Linked DNA regions of Rattus norvegicus: all the other regions are linked to region 4. The links are chromatin contacts, called in public Hi-C maps. All regions are on one chromosome and are shown on one strand. Each heading gives the region's core, a stretch centred on a gene start, on an enhancer-like site or on the middle of the called end of the contact. The rest is flanking DNA. Distances are from core to core; before and after follow the strand shown.

Region 1 (4,081 bases), core at 444-2,943, 370 kb before region 4:
AGAGAACACTCCAGTAAAAAGGAATTTTCTGTGTCTCTCTCTGCCTGTCTCCGTCTCTGTCTCTGTCTCTGTCTCTGTCTCTGTCTCTCTCTCTCTCTCTCTGTGTGTGTGTGTGTGTGTGTGTGTGTGTGTGTGTGTGTGTGTGTGTGTGTGTGTGATTTTTGCATCTGGCAAGCTTCATGAACGCCCTTTGCCCTATCCAGCCTCCCCAGGCTTCACTCAAAAGAATCTCCAGAAGTCCCCTAGCACACTTTTCTGTGTAGTACAGAGAGATGCAGACGCCCACAGTGTCGTGATCTGCGGGTGAACAGTCTGGAAGCCTGGTGTGCAGGTCTCACGGGGCAAACGATAAGTTCAGAAATCTCCCAAGATCGCTTCGAATTCTATTATATCATCAGAAAAGAACTTTTGAAAAAACATTTTTAAGTAGTTGAAATATTTCAAAAATCTCATTAGACAAACGGATTCTTGGTCCCGGGCGGCAGGCTCCTTTCGGTCTCCAGGCCAGGGGCGCAGGAGCTATACTGATTCTAATTGATGCGCATAATAGCACAGGGTTCTCGGTGCCTGGGGTACCTCGGCCCTGGGAGGTCAACGCGAGGCAGTATGTGGTGGGAGGATAGGAAGATCTGGATTTTTCTAGGTCGGCCTGTAGGCGGCGCCCTGGGAAAAGCATTGAGGAACAGCGTGCGCCGAGCTTCCAAGTCACCCCGGAACCTCTGGGTTTGGGGTGCAGTATCCCTGTGTGTACAGCTCTCTCCCGAGCTTGGCACGCGTGTATCAGAATCCCAGCAGCCAGCATAAGCCTAAGAGGTGCGCACCCAGGGGCGGGGGAGCGGCACGCGGCTCCGACCCTCACGCGCCGTGCAACCCCGCGACCCCCGCGCGCGAGGGGGGCTCTGCCCACCCCACCGGCGGCAGGTGGACAGTGTTGCTATGAAAGAGAAAGCGTCGATTGTCCTCACTGTGAACTGCCACACGCCAGACCTCCTCTTTTGTGTGCCCCGTATAGAAATGCAAACGAGCCGCGTGTGCCGGCAGCAATCTGCTAGTCCCTGCTGCCCGCGCCCCACAGCGATCTGCTCCGGGTAGGGGTGGGGGATGGGGGGCGGGAGAGCTTAGACCTTGCAGCCGTGACCCCGAAAGGCGCTAAGTCCTGAGTCCTTAGTGGCAGTCTAGGCCTAAAGTCAGTTGCAGTTGCAAACCTTTGACTTTTAAGTTTCGGTTTCGGTGCAACAGTCCCGTAAACTTCAAGTTGAAAAAAAAAAAAAAGAAAAAATTAGAAAGGTCGCAAAAAAAAAAAAAAACCAAAAAGTGCAAACAAACAAAAAAGGCGTTTACATTTTCCAAGTGTGCATTCTACAAATTCCAGTATCGTATTAGCAAACAACGTGCTATTTTTTTAACTTTTTCCTTTTAAGGACTTACAAAAAAGAAAGGCGAGGTGAAATCTGCAGGCTCCAGTCTGCCTGGTAACACCCTGACAAAAGCGGCAGATTTGAGGCTGTGTCATCCCCCGCACCCCTCCCCACGTGGCCTTCTGGCACGAGCCGCAGGCCTGCCGCCTCATTTGCATCAGAAAGCGGGCGCTGGCCAATGGGAGCGCAGCCTCCCGCCAGCTGGCGGCGGCGCGCGGAGCCGGTCTATAAAAGGACTCTCCCTGCCGAGCCTGGCGCACTCGCTGGTGGTGGGCGCGGATCGTCTTTGGGAATCTTTACTTGCGCTCGGGTTCCCTCTGCACTCTTCACTTTTGGATAACTTGCTGTTCGTGGATCGCACAATGACTCTGGAAGAAGTCCGTGGCCAGGATACAGTTCCGGAAAGCACAGCCAGGTGGGTTTGGGGGTACAGAGAGTTGTCGGGTAGCGATCTCTCGGGGTCCTCCAGGATAGAAGTTTGCAGGGTGGGAGCCATGCACTGTCTGGCTGCGAGGTGCAGAGGCGCGGGACCAGGATTATTACATTCGATTCGTGTCTAGAGCTAGAGTTTGGGGTGCCGGCACCTGGTCGTTGTTGGGGAGCCTGGGATACGGGTACCAGATCAGAAGTAGGGAACCGGGAGTTACAGGCGCCAGGTCGAGACTGGGTGATGGGGAATGAGGGCGCCAGATCATGACTAGGGTGCCAGAGGTGTGGGCGCCAGGTCGGGACTGGGGATCCGGGTGTGTGGGCGCCAGGTTGGAGTTGGGAGGCAGGAATGCTGGCGCCAGGCAGGTCTAGGCTAAGGGGCCAGCTGGGACTTGGAGGTCAGGGCAGGGATCTCTCTGTCGCGTCCCCGTGCTGGTCCCCCACTCACGGCGCTTGTTCTTTCACAGGATGCAGGGCGCCGGGAAAGCATTGCACGAACTTCTGCTGTCGGCGCAGCGCCAGGGCTGTCTGACCGCTGGCGTCTACGAGTCCGCCAAAGTCCTGAATGTGTGAGTGTAGAAAGGCCCCGCGTGCAGGGATTAGGGTTGGCGCGGTGGGGAGACCTGGGGGTGGCATCGACTCTGACCTTGTGCTTCCCATCTGCTCTGCAGGGACCCTGACAATGTGACCTTTTGCGTGCTGGCTGCCGACGAAGAAGATGAGGGCGACATAGCCCTGCAGATCCATTTTACGTTGATCCAGGCGTTCTGCTGCGAGAACGACATTGACATCGTGCGCGTGGGAGACGTGCAGAGGCTGGCGGCGATCGTGGGCGCCGACGACGAGGGGGGCGCGCCGGGAGACTTGCATTGCATCCTCATTTCGGTGAGCGCTCCCACTCACTACCTCTCCACGCCAGTCCCCCAACCTGTCCTGGCCAACGATAGGCATGGCTGACCCCTGTATTTCTTTTCTTTTTTTAAATCCAGAACCCTAATGAAGACACATGGAAGGACCCTGCCTTGGAGAAGCTCAGTTTGTTCTGCGAGGAGAGCCGCAGCTTCAACGACTGGGTGCCCAGCATCACCCTTCCCGAGTGACAGCCTGGCAGGGACCTTGGTCTGATCGACTTGGTGACACTCTAGCGCGCTGCTGGCTCTGGAGTGGCCCTCCGAGGGCGCTCGAGTGCGCATGGAGACTGGCAGGCGATGTTGCCTGGAGAGCGAGGAGCGCGGCCTCCCAAGAAGGGGGTCTGGCGGCAGCGGGGACATCTTGTTCCGAGCCCAGGACTCTGCCAGTGTCCGGAGAGGCTGCTAGCACACGAAGGCCTGGCAAGGACGTTGGCCCCAGGGCCGGGAAGAACCGACCAGCGAGGCAGGTGTGACTCAGCAAGCAGCCTTCAGTGAAAGGAGGGGAAAGGCAAGGCAGGAGGCCGCCTGGACTTGGTACAGCTGCAGGAGAGGCCACTGCAGGAGCGAGCCGGACTTAGCAGACTGCACTGCTCTTTCAAAAACGGATCCCGGGCAATGCTTTCATTTTCTAAAGGACGCTATCGTGGAAGCTTTGAATTTCACAATAAACTTATTGAAACAAACTTATGCTTCTTATTGAGGGTCGGGGATTCTTATCTCGGGAGGGGTGAGGGAGGCGGTCAAGGGTGTTTCTGGTAGTTGATGGAGCTTGGGACACCCGTGACCACCTCTCTTTCTGTCTTGGGCAAGAAACAGCCTCCTGGGGCTGGCAGTAGGGGGAGGGAATGCTGGCGAGTAGTAAAGGGGAATACTGTTTGAACCTTTCAGGAAGATTTCAAATTTGCAAGACAGGAGCATACTTGATAAGGCATCCTGGTGCAGGAGCTCAAGGCTTGCAATCCAATCCGATAACTGTGACTTCTGCCTCCAGCGCCCCCCCTCCCCCACTCCGCCCCCCTCCCCCACCTTTGCCTGGACAGCTGCTTATCTGAACAGCTTGCTGGAGGCCCTGTGCCTTCCAATACAATGAGCTTGCCTTCTGCAACTCTGCCCTTGGTGTGGTGGCTGTGGATGGTGGATGGGGGCGGGTAGCTCTAGCTTTCAGGAACTTTCTCCTTTTAATTGTTCTGACAAAGCTACGCTACTAAGGTATTAATATAAAATATGACACCAGTGAGTGCGTTTTAAGTATGAATCATCATTTTGTCACAGCCGTGATGGAAGCTACAGTATCTTAGCAGAAGTTGGAAGGCACTGTCTATA
Region 2 (3,658 bases), core at 800-3,299, 310 kb before region 4:
GTCTTTGGAATGAGTTCATTTTCATTAGCTTAAACAAACCTTGCTATTGGCCAGTTAGGTTGTTTGAACTTTTCTACACACACACACACACACACACACACACACACACGCACACACACACACACACACGCACACACACACACACACTACATCTGGAGGAATATGTATATGTGTGTACATACGTGTATAATATATAACCACTACATATATATCTGTAGAATAGATTTTTCATTTGTGCATGACCTCACTTGTGCACACGTGCAGGTGCATGTGTGTGCATATATGTGGAAGCCAAAGGTTGATGTCACAAATCCCCAATCACTCTTCCAATTGAGGCAGGGTTTCTCAATCAAACCCAGAGCTCGCTGATATGCCTAGTCTCACTAGCCAACTTCTCATGAGGCTCCCATGTCTCTCTCTTTGGGGGCTTGAATTACAGCCATTCACACTCACCAGGGATTTACATGGTGATGGGACTCTGACCAGCTTGAGCATGGTGGGCAAACTCTGGCAGGCCTTGCCCTTCTCCCCATTCCCTCTGCCTTGATAAAAAAAACCATTAGATTACATTCCTAAGACTAGCCCTCAAGGTCTATTTCCTTATATAGCCACTTCCTCTTTTTGAGACTTGACTACCAAGGTCCAGCTATCAAAGTATTGAAGTCCAGCAATCAAAAGCCCCCTTTGGCTCACCTAATTAACATGTCCAATCAAAATTAAACATCTCATCCTAACATGAGGTTTCCCTTTTTACCTTTATAAACCACCATTTGCCTATGGGCCATGTCTGTCACTCTATCTAGAAGCCGACCTTTGACCTATTCTGAGATAAATACTCCCTCTCCCTCATCCTCTATGTCCTGTGTTTGCCCCTTATTCCTGCCCTCTGTCCTTCTGGGACAAATCAATCTCCTCTGTGCTGAGAACGTGATCTTAGGGTTCCTAATCCAATGCTTTTCCTTTCACATGGCTCCTGGAGATTTGAACCCTGGTCCTTGGGCTTGTGAGCAAGCACTTCAACCACCGATCCATCTCTCCAGCCCCTAGAGCAGAGTCTTAGAAGTAGAACTGCTAACCCAAAGATGTGCATATTTTCAGTTTTAAAAAGTTATTGGGAAAGTTATTCTCCAATAGTGTTTGCTAATTGATGCTTCTACCCTCAGAACGTTGGGGTGCCAGTTTTCACATGTGTTTATGATGAACTTACGATATTTAAATAATATTAAAGATGGGAAAGAAAAAGTTTACTTTAATCTTCATATAAGTAGGGTGAACTTGTGTCTTTTTGGCCAATTTATTTTATTTTGTTGTTGTTGAGAGTTTTTGGTTCCTTGCAGGTGTGTTTGTGTGTGTGTGTTTATGTGTGTGTGTGTGTGTGTGTGTGTGTGTGTGTGTGTATTTTGGACAGAGTCTTACATAGTTCCAGCATTTTTCCTACACAGTGCATTCAAATTTACTTCTTAGTAAAATCCATGACATGTTAAGGTAAATGCTATCATTTGACCCAGTGAAGCAAAAGAAACTATTGTACCGTGGGGCACATAACCTCTTATGCTGCTTTAAACTCACTCTGTGGCCAACACTGCCCCGCTTCCACTGCCTGTGTTGTGATTACAGGCAAATGCTATCACGTTCTGCTTGTTCGATACGGGGGATCAAATCTAGGGCATTGTGGATGGTAGACAGCGCTCGGTCAACTGAGTTACAGCCCGGGTCCCTCCTTTGCTTAATCTCTTTCTCTCTCTCTCTCTCTCTCTCTCTCTCTCTCTCTCTCTCTCTCTCTCTCTCTTTTTTCTTTTCTTTTTTTTTCGGAGCTGGGGACCGAACCCAGGGCCTTGTGCTTGCTAGGCAAGCGCTCTACCACTGAGTTAAATCCCCAACCCCCTTTGCTTAATCTCTTACACTAACGCTAATAGCTTCAATCAACAGACTCAAAATCGAAGAACCAAACAAAAGCAAGGTCCATTTCTTGTTTACTATGAGTGTCCCTCCTGCAGCTGCGGCCTTTGGAATTTTAGCAGCAGCGGAGAAGGGAGGAGTCAGGGGACACATGGTATGGGCTGACCCAGATCTGGGAGTTATGTCAGCTGATGAACTGTCTGGTGACCAAGAGCTGGTGGGTCTCTGTGTCATTTGCCAGGGGGGGCGGGACACTCTTCCAGCCGCTGGAGTTTGTCTTTGTTGGTAAAGCCTTGGCTTACCAGTGGCTGCCAAGTTAGGTAATGTCTGGCGAGGTTTTGCTTTGCCTACATTTTTAGCAGAGCCGTCTTTCTCTAATTGCACAAGGCTTTTGATATAGCATCGTCATTAGCCCTTCGTCTTGTTGTGGAAGGTTTAAAATATTTCCCCGTGATTTTCTGCTCTGTTTTATAGCTCTTGCCTGTCCCAGCCTACGCATGCTTCCTGTGTGACTGGCTTCTGGGTCCCCCACCTTCTAACGCCGTCCACATTCTGAACTCTGCCCAACAAGGTTCCATCTACCAGAGTCATGAACACCTCTCCCACACCTTCCTGTAGCTTTGCATGCACCTTTAGAGACTGAATTCTAGTGTTTGTTTTGACGTACGTCTTTGGGGATGCCTGTAATGGCTTTTACCTTCCTGCTAAACTTGCCTCTGACATCCACCTGACCAGACTCTGGGGCTGCATTTGTACACATCTTTGGTTGCTCTTTCCATCTAGCCATTCTCCAGCTCCTTTCTGGGGCCAACTCTGACTGCCAAGTACCCTCCCAGGCCTGATCCAGGAACATTCTCGCCAGGTTCCTTTTTACCTCCAGCTCCAGTAGACAGCCCCAGGCTCACTCCTGGTTCCTAATTCCCTTCTCTCCCACCTGGTTCTAGGAGGCCTCTCCAGATGCCCACAGCTTCCTTGGTGCTCCTGGCTCCAGCCTGCTATTGCAGCCTCTAATCTACTGCCCAACTCCCTTGTATTTGCCTACGTGCTTTCCTTGTCCAGATCCACATGCTCTGAACTCTAGTTACAACCTCCACCATGGGACACACCCTGTTCATTTCTGTCTTTACTATCTCCTGAAGCCCAGCCCTTGCCGAGGAGTGACAAGCAAACTTTCCACCATGTCCCCAGGGGACCCTTGCCCTAGAGCAGTCATCTTTCCCGCCTGATTCCTCATACTGTTTGCAGATTTCCTCGACTGGCTAATGGCCCCCTTTCCTTAGCAGCCAGCTTTAGTTGTGTCCCTCTACCGCCCCACTGCACACCCCTGCCCAGGCTGTATCTTGCTATGTTCGTGCAGGTGGATGTATGAGGCCTTGAGCTATGGGAGCTGGGCCCCAGGGAGTCTTCCCTTACCCTGAAGCCTTGTAGCAAGGCCTTGACAAGACTCCAGCTGTGAAGTAATTTCAGGAAGGCTGGGAGAGGCCCAGGCCCAGGACAGGTGGGGATTTGGAAGGATGGGTAGCCAGTGGCCTCAGGCTGGCCTTCAAGGAGAGGCCAAGCTGCTCATGGCCCCTATCAGGCAGTTCGAGGGCTACACTTACTGATCTCCAGGCTGGGAGCTCGGCCTGGTCCCTTCACAGCCGCCTCGAGAAAGAACACATTTTATTCGTTTATTCTCCAAATTCCAGAGCCTCTGCAAAAAAAATTCTGGCTTCAGCCACTGCTGTGTTATGCACAAGCTACCCAGAAGTCACTCAGA
Region 3 (4,014 bases), core at 642-3,141, 340 kb before region 4:
TGTTTTAGGCATTTGAGAGATTTCTGTGTGCTGGGTGCCTGGGCTGGATAATATAGGATTTGGGGGTTTGGGGGGTCAGAAGATGTCCTTGGGAAAGCTGGAAGCCTACTGGTGGCTACAGTCTGGGAGTGGAGGGGCTCAGGGATGCTTAAGAGGCCCCATGTCAGCTCCCCTGTGGTTGGACATGGATATTATTGGCGAAAGAAAACCCCAAAACCATATCCAGTGGCGACATTCTTCTCGACTTGGGAGTCAACGTTGAGGAGGACACGGCCCATTGGGGTTTAACTAACATTCATTTTAGGTGACAGGCACTGGATGGTCACTGTCTTGGTTACAGTTTCCATTGTTGTGAAGTCACACCATCATGACCAAAGCAAATAGAGGACAGCATTTAATTGGTTGAGAGGTTCCGTCCATTATCATCAAGGCAGGAAGCATGGCAGTATGTAGGCAGACATGGTGGTGGAGAAGGCGCTGAGAGGTCTACATCTTGAGCCAAGGGCAGGCAGGAGAAGACTGGCTTCCAGGAAGCTAGGAAGAGGGTCTTAAAGCCCATCCCACAGTAATACACTTCCTCCAACAAGGCCACACCCACTACAAGGCCACACCTCCTAAGTGTGCCACTCCCTGGCCCAAGCATACTCAATCTACCACAGTTACCCTAGACACATGGATAAGGGTAACTAATCTATTGCATGAGGAGAAAGCAGAGTAGGTATCCCACGCCTTCGGACTCCATGATTTTCACACCCTTACATGGCGGGTAGATTCCCCAACAATGGTAAGTCCTTTCTCTGGAGCTCAGTGCAGCATGGTGATAAACTGTCCTTGTTTTTAGGTGTGTGCTGTTTTAGCTTCAAGCAGAGCCGAAGCTCTTGTGGGTAACCCTTTCCACCGGGTCACTGGGCTTGCCTGCCAGCGTGCACTCTGGCATATTTGGCTGCAGCCCAAGCTAAGAGGCTTTCAGCAAAGCCATTCGTGATGCCATGAGCATGTGCCCAGATGACGTCATGGTGAAGGACTGCCCAGTGCCCTAGAGATGAGGATGGTGCCTGCCTGTTGACCTCTCTAGTAGCCCAGTGGTACATGGCTCAATTCTGGGGAAAGGTTAATGCTTCAGACTGTCTAGAGCAAAGAACCCCAAGAGACTGAAGTGTACTCTGGGAGCGGGTAGGGAGATACAGGAGATTGGGTAGGGTTGAAGGCTCAGTGCGGTCCCATTGGGCAGTATCCAGCTTTCTTTTCCTCTGAACACTCTTTAGCTTTCCTTATAGATCCCTTCTTGTCCATGACAGACTCTCTGGAGGTCTGAAGTCATATGAACAGTGGGTCAGAAAGACCAGCCTGTTTCTGTGTCCTCAGAAAGACCAGCCTGGATATCTATATGGGTCAGTCACATGCATGAGGACCTCCCCTAGGTCCCACATGGGGTTTCTTATGTAGCCGATAAAGTTGTGCATTCTGTGAGATCCCAACATGAGTCCTTGCAGTCCCTTAGGCTGTGTGTCAAACTCATGCTTGTTGTTTGCTCAGAGACAGGGGATGACCGTTGTGTTACCATCCTGCCCTGGGTGACTGGTATGGTTTTAGTTGTACACTATAGCTTTCTCCTGATGTTTTTGGGCTCCGGTGTCTGGGCAACTTCCAGAGGGGCTGGGCCTGGTCTCCTGTAGGGCTCTCTAGGTCTGGCAGATGCTGGACCTGCTCCAATGGGGCTCCAGGAAATCCCACTATCAAGGCAGCCTTTGGTTGGTCCTATCCTACTGCGTATAGCACCCCGAGGTTACTCTCCTTGTCATGTGGCTTTCCCCGGGGTGAGACCAAGCTCGCCTCCCCGCTGGACCTGATTAGGTGTCCTCTGGCCCACTTGGAATTCAGCAGGCATTGGCTGAAGTCCTGCTTTGCCCATTGGCCTCAGGCAGCTAGCTCCTAGTGCAGTCTTGAGTTGAGGCTCCCAGGAGCCTTGGAAGCTTCCATTCAAAGAGGTCAGTGGGAGCCGGCTCTGGCAACTCCTTCCCATGCAGACACACTTCCTTAGTTTGCCAGCCTGGGCCATCTGCTCTGCCCAGGGACATCAATCTCCGTGAGTGATTCTTCAGCCCGGCCAACTGGACAGTATTCACCAGATTCCCACACACTTGTCGGGGGAGCATCTCAGGACCACCAGGAGACTCCTCAGCAGTTCCCGTAAACATTGGAGAACACTGCTCAGTGGGGTGCTCAGACACCTTTGGCCTGCAACCCCAGGCCAACACAGCCAGTTTCTTTTCAGAAAACTCAGCAACGTGCCAAAAATAAGAGAGACATTCCCAGGAACCGTTGGACTCAGATGGCAGTCTTCCTGGAGATGGGGATCCAGAAGAGGAAGGAGGAAGAGGCCAGGTTTGCAGCCAGGTGCCATGGGATTGCAGCCTTGCCAGGGAGACAGCTGCTTCCAGAAGGGCAGAGAGCCTTGGGTACCTGGTAGAGAGCGCTTGCCTGCCATGGAAGGGAAGCTGGAATTGACACATAGGAAGACAGACAGACAAGTAACAGACAAACAAACAAAGCATCCAAATAGCTGTGTGTTTCTACAGGTGCAATCTTAGGCCTTGGCTAAGTGACTTGGAGAAGACGATTTGACCTTTAACCAAGACCAGAAAGTAGAAAGGAACATCTGGAGGGACTGATAAGTGACCCTGGCGAAGAACAAATATGCTACTTAAGACTTAAAGCAATAGGATACAATGTGTCGTAGCCAAGGAACAACGGGAACGGGGATGGGGTGGAGGGAGTGGAAGGAGGTCCGCCTTCCCTGTGAAGCACCAATGATTAGGACAACAATATAACTGTTTGCAATAAAGGGATGCAAAACAGAAAGAAACAGAGGCAAAGATTATACAAACAGAGGCAGAGGCCAAGGTCCCATGGAGTGCAGCTCAGGTGAGGGGAGTCAGGTACACGGAGATGAAAGTCCCTACTGGGAGTTTCCATGTGTTACAAGGGTACAGTGTTTGAAGATTGACAACCCCAGGAGGTCAGTTTATGGAAGTTGTCACCTTCTGACATTACTGCTGGGGCCAGAGGGACAGCAGACGTGAACCCCGGGGTGCTCATCAGAGCAGATGTGCTGATTCAGTGGTTCCCATGCCAGGCACCCACAGGATGTCCATTGCAGCTTTGTGCACAGACAGTGGTAGGCCAGGCCCCTGGCTGGTCTGGGCAGGGGAGGATACTGGAAGCCAGCAGGCAGGCCTTTATGGAATACTGCATGGCTTCAAAAAGGAGGAAGATGAGTCTTCCCGTCTGAGTAAAGCAAACCAAGAAAATCCAAGTACATGCCTGGGGGTTTGTCTCCATGGTGACATTCAGTCAAGTGGATGGCGAGGATTGAGCATCAGACTATGGATGGGCATGGGGAGTGAGGAGAAGGGAGGCCCTTGCTTCCAGCCTGGTTGTGCTATATTCAGATGCCCTGATGGTTCAGGAAAGCCAGGTTAGTCCCTGCATAGGGTCTTTGTCTCCAAGCCTTCAAAGAGAGTTCCTGTCTGAAGTGGAGTCCCAGGGACTGAGGGGAGATCAATGCCATAGTAGAAGCCTCTTGTGCTCCACAATCCCATCTCATATTCAAGACTGCAGGAAGGCAGCTTTGTCCACGTCCTGGTCTGTTTGACCCTAGTGGTTTCCTCAGAGGCACCATCTGACCTAAAAACAAAGTTCAGGTCACAGTCATGAGAAGTAGCTCCTTTGTGTTTCCATGGTTCGCTTGCTCCGTGGGAGGCCTCCAAGCAGGTGAAGGTGCCTTGGAAGGGTCTCCCTTCAGCATAGAGCACACGGGGAAGGATAAGAGGCCCTTTGCAACGACACTATGGTGGTTAATGTTGCCAGGGTGACAGGGTCTAGAATCACCATGGACACAAACCTGGGCCTGTGAGTGAGTTTCTAAACTTGAGGTGGGAAGATTGACCCCAAATGTTAGATACCTCATCCCATGACCTAGGGGAAAGTACCCACCCAGCCATCTTTAATGAG
Region 4 (3,790 bases), core at 697-3,196:
CAACACACCGTTCTTTGGGATGAACCAAAAATGATTAAATAAACAAAGACAGAATAGGAAGAAGGGAAGAATTTGTGTGTGTATGCGGGCATGTGTGTGTGTGTGTGTGTGTGTGTGTGTGGTCGTGCACATTCGTGTGTGCGCGAGCACACATGCATGTACTCAGCATTTATATGTCAATATGATAATATGATTTGTCTGAAGATGTGGAGGCCTGCATGCATCCCAGCTGTGTATACCTATACCAGAGGACAACTCACCCACTGTCTTCCTTAGAGCAGGCATGGTTGGGAGGAGCATGGTCTGGTAACCATGTAGGCTGAGCAGCAAGAACAGAACTGTCTCGATTCAACAATGGCTCATCCTTGGAAATAGCAATTTGGGGGGAAGATAACACATTCTCCCATTGCACAAGGGAATATTCCAGATCAGGTCTGGTCACTCCGTGAAAATGGTTTCTGCAGACAGCTGACTCTTTTAAGAAACCTTTCCTGGCTACCTTGGTTAAGACTTGGGCAGCCTTTGGGGAGACGATAACAGAAGCTGAGCTGCCTTTCTGGCAAAGGAAACTCCTTTTTCACTTAAAATAGAACGTGGAGCTTAGTAGGAATTGTTCCGTGCACTTAAACAAACAGGAAGCTCTCACTGTAGGCCGAGGCTGGGTGAGAAGAAACTGGATATGTCTCGTCATGACGCAAATAATTAAGGACAGAGGTCAAGTTCACTAGGAGCATCCAAGCACCAAGAGGCATTGCACAGTCAAGGTGACACCCCCCCCCCTACTTTTTCCAGCCTGCAAAGGGATACTCCCATGTCCCTCGGGCTGAGCTACACAGACGCTGGCAGCAACAGGTTGTTCCAAGGTCAAAGGCCACTGTGGGAACAGTGCGCCCCAGCTCAGGCTGTCTCCCTGGCTCCCAGATAAATAAACGAGTAGGAATAGGACTCAGAGGCCACCCTGGGGCAAGTTTCTCCGTGTTCCCATCCCAAACAGCAAGTGTTGACACCCAACTGTCAGGGCTAGGGATGGTCACCTTGCCTCACCTTCTGCAAGGCCCCTAGGTCCCAGCTAGCAGCCTAAGGCTGCCAAGAAACTCCTGCAAGCAAGAGAGGCCACTGGGTGGGACTGGGTGGGACCACCTCCACTGTCCAGAGCCTGGGTGCAGTCTGAGCTCCCAGGACCATTAAAGGGAATGAGCACAAGCTGAGCTGGTCTCTCATAGCAAAGGAGGCCAAGGCAGGAAAACTTCAGCACTGCCAAGGACAGCAGTAGAGGCACACCCACACTTTAGAATGCAAAGCCTCCATGCTTCTTTAATTCTCCTCCTGCTCTCCAAGTAGGCAGTGCAGCCTGATGCTACACAAGAATGAAGGAGGGGCTCCACAGGTCCCTACAGAAGCCAGCACCCGGGGGCTGCCGGACCCTCCCTTTCTTCTGCTCAATGCAATCTGCAAACTTCCTTTTCAACCCCTTTCCCGGACATTCTTATCAGATGGCCCAGATGAGAAAGGATTAAAGCCCCATTTTTCCATTGTCTTCTCAGAAGAAGCTCAACAAAGTAATCACCACAGACAGTCTCCAGCAGAGGCGCTTGGGGACAGCTCCACCCGCTGCGGCTATTGCATTGTTCCTGCCCAGGGTAGGTGGTCCGACTAGATCTCAGCTGAGGGTCTGCTATCTCTCTGCAAACAGCTGGAGGATCTGTGACCCAAGATATAGAAGACACCCAGCCTCGCCCCCCCCCCCACCAATATCTCTGGATGAAAAGGGCATTCCAGAGAGGAAAGGCCACAGTTTCAGAAGGAGAATAGAAGGCAGGAAGGGGCAGCCAGGGAGAGCACTTTCCTGGGTTCTGCTGTTCAGTCTGCCTTACTGCCAGGCATCTGGCTCTGACCAGCATGGCGCTGGCTAGAAGCCATGATCTTTCTGGCTCTCCTGAACTGAGTCAGTTCAGCTTACTGGCTGCTTGTAGCTCTGAGGCCACCCACCACCTGACCTGCCTTTGCTCCACACACAAGCACACACAGGGACAACTGTAATTCGTCACACACGCTGCTACATATATCACCCTGCGGACACACCTGTCTGCGCACTGGCACATAAATACACATGTATACACACGTGTGGGTACACACACATAGACACTGCAGACGTGTGTGCATGCACACACACCTTAAGGAGCGTGCACGCGCACGCGCGCGCACACACACGCACACACACTCACAAAACCCACAGTATCATTTCAACTGTGAACGTCTACCGCCCCCCAGAGGTTCAAATGTGGATGAACAAGTTCCAAGTTGTCAATATCTTGGACAAAGAGCAACTGCTTACTTTTCAAGCCCAGAGAACCGGAAGGTTTCATTTAGGGAAAAGGCTGTTGTATTTTGACATATCTCACACAACCTTTATGTAACAGGATGTTTCTTCCAGTTTCTTAAGCTCTATAAATCACAGGGTATGAGTGTGTACAGGTAGGGGTGTGTGTGTGTGTGTGTGTGTGTGTGTGTGTGTGTCTCCTAGGAAGACATCTTTACCTAAGTAGAGACCCCAGGAGATATCCAGACGTTTTGGCGGGGAGGTATGGGACAAGCCTCCAGACTTCCCACCTCCAGACTGAGGTGGGAAGCGGGAAATTACATGTGTAGTGATGTCTTATAACTGGGGCTTTCAGACAAATGGGGAAACCTGCCTGAAAGACCTGAGCATGCTTCTAGACTCTCTGAGAACCTGGCGATAGATGGCCCACCACCACTGAATTCTGTGATCTGCAGTGGGCGGGGTCCAGGACAATCTTTGTCAGTAAAGACCCAGGTGATAAACATCGTCAGTCCTCTGGGCCCAAAGGTTTCTACAGCTGCTCTTCTCCAAAGGACTAAGTTCCAACAGAGCTTCCTAGAAAGAGTATAAAGTGCACACTTCACGAAGTTTTCACCTCTCGTGAAATACCATTCTACTGTAAAATGTGCGCTCATCCTTTAATTAAAAAAAAAAAATCTAGGAACAGTATGGGGCAAGGGCTCAGCCAGTAAAGTGCATGAGGATCTAAGTTTAGTCCCTAGAATCCCCATCCCCCTCTCACCCTACCTTCTCACAGAAAGAGAGAGGGTAGGGGGAAGGGAGAGGAAGTGGGGAGGGAGGGAAGAAGGGTGTAGGAGGATCTGGAACTTAGACCATGCTCACAAATCTAGAACCAACCACCTTTCACCCCGGAGCTGTGAGTTGCCTCATTGACTTCCCATCTCTGACTCTGAGGTGAAATCGGACCACATTGGATGGTGAGCGCCGCTAGGCACAGGCACCCTGTGATGTGGCCCGTAGCAGTTTTCTGACATCGTGGGATCCTGGTCTTTTGGATGTGCACAGGGTCTGTTCTGGGAGTGCATCTGAGGAGCAGGGATTTATTCTCCCACCAGGGAGCAGGCTGCTCAACACGGTCAGAAATGAGTTCTGCCTTGCTCTCCTCCCATGACCTCATGCAGAACTTGTAGGCTCGGTCGTCCAGACGGCCTCCTCCTTTAATTGAAGGCTCAGAGAGGGATTTAGAGCCACACTTTGCTGTTACTTGTGATCTTTGTTTCTTTTCTTTCTTTTTTTCTTTTCTTTTTTTTTTCCTGTGGTAGGGCACCATTGCTTTGAAGATTTCTAAGTCAAGAGGACGGCATGTGTCACAAAGGACAGAGTGACAAGCAGAGCCTTGTTTACTCATGGTTGACATGTAAGACTGTACAGCATGGCCATGAGGATTCCCTTCTGTTTGATGTTGAAGATCTGTGCTTTCTTAGGTTT

Evidence for each region. Hi-C and Micro-C count contacts between places; a contact is called where the count stands out from the background.
Region 1: a Hi-C map of liver shows a contact between it and region 4, with 14 times the contacts expected there. The contact joins the promoter of Gadd45g here to the enhancer-like site in region 4. A contact is called at or near these places in 10 of 12 Hi-C or Micro-C datasets (the A7r5 cell line, the Rat2 cell line, frontal cortex and 6 more) and 1 of 1 datasets of contacts at active chromatin or transcription factors (oligodendrocytes).
Region 2: a contact with region 4 is called in a Hi-C map of liver, with 5 times the contacts expected there. The contact joins two enhancer-like sites. A contact is called at or near these places in 2 of 12 Hi-C or Micro-C datasets (liver and mammary epithelial cells).
Region 3: a Hi-C map of liver shows a contact between it and region 4, with 5 times the contacts expected there. The contact joins two enhancer-like sites.

The regions. Positions count from the first base shown.
Region 1 is chr17:13,527,963-13,532,043 of GRCr8, reverse strand. Gadd45g (growth arrest and DNA-damage-inducible, gamma) reads left to right here and starts at 1,693. Exons shown (of 4, transcript NM_001077640.2): 1 at 1,693-1,833; 2 at 2,315-2,416; 3 at 2,519-2,732; 4 at 2,837-3,438. The coding sequence starts at 1,781. The coding sequence ends at 2,947.
Region 2 is chr17:13,478,277-13,481,934 of GRCr8, reverse strand. No RefSeq gene overlaps it. Among named protein-coding and RNA genes, the nearest start is that of Gadd45g, 50 kb to the left of the region's middle. Within about 2 kb of position 2,049, at least 5 of the 93 cell types and tissues checked have an H3K27ac peak or open chromatin away from gene starts, as enhancers often do. A contact at or near this core is called in liver, where this site is marked.
Region 3 is chr17:13,501,573-13,505,586 of GRCr8, reverse strand. No RefSeq gene overlaps it. Among named protein-coding and RNA genes, the nearest start is that of Gadd45g, 27 kb to the left of the region's middle. Within about 2 kb of position 1,891, at least 14 of the 93 cell types and tissues checked have an H3K27ac peak or open chromatin away from gene starts, as enhancers often do. A contact at or near this core is called in liver, where this site is marked.
Region 4 is chr17:13,163,402-13,167,191 of GRCr8, reverse strand. No RefSeq gene overlaps it. Among named protein-coding and RNA genes, the nearest start is that of Diras2, 260 kb to the right of the region's middle. Within about 2 kb of position 1,946, at least 17 of the 93 cell types and tissues checked have an H3K27ac peak or open chromatin away from gene starts, as enhancers often do. A contact at or near this core is called in the A7r5 cell line, hepatocytes and liver, where this site is marked.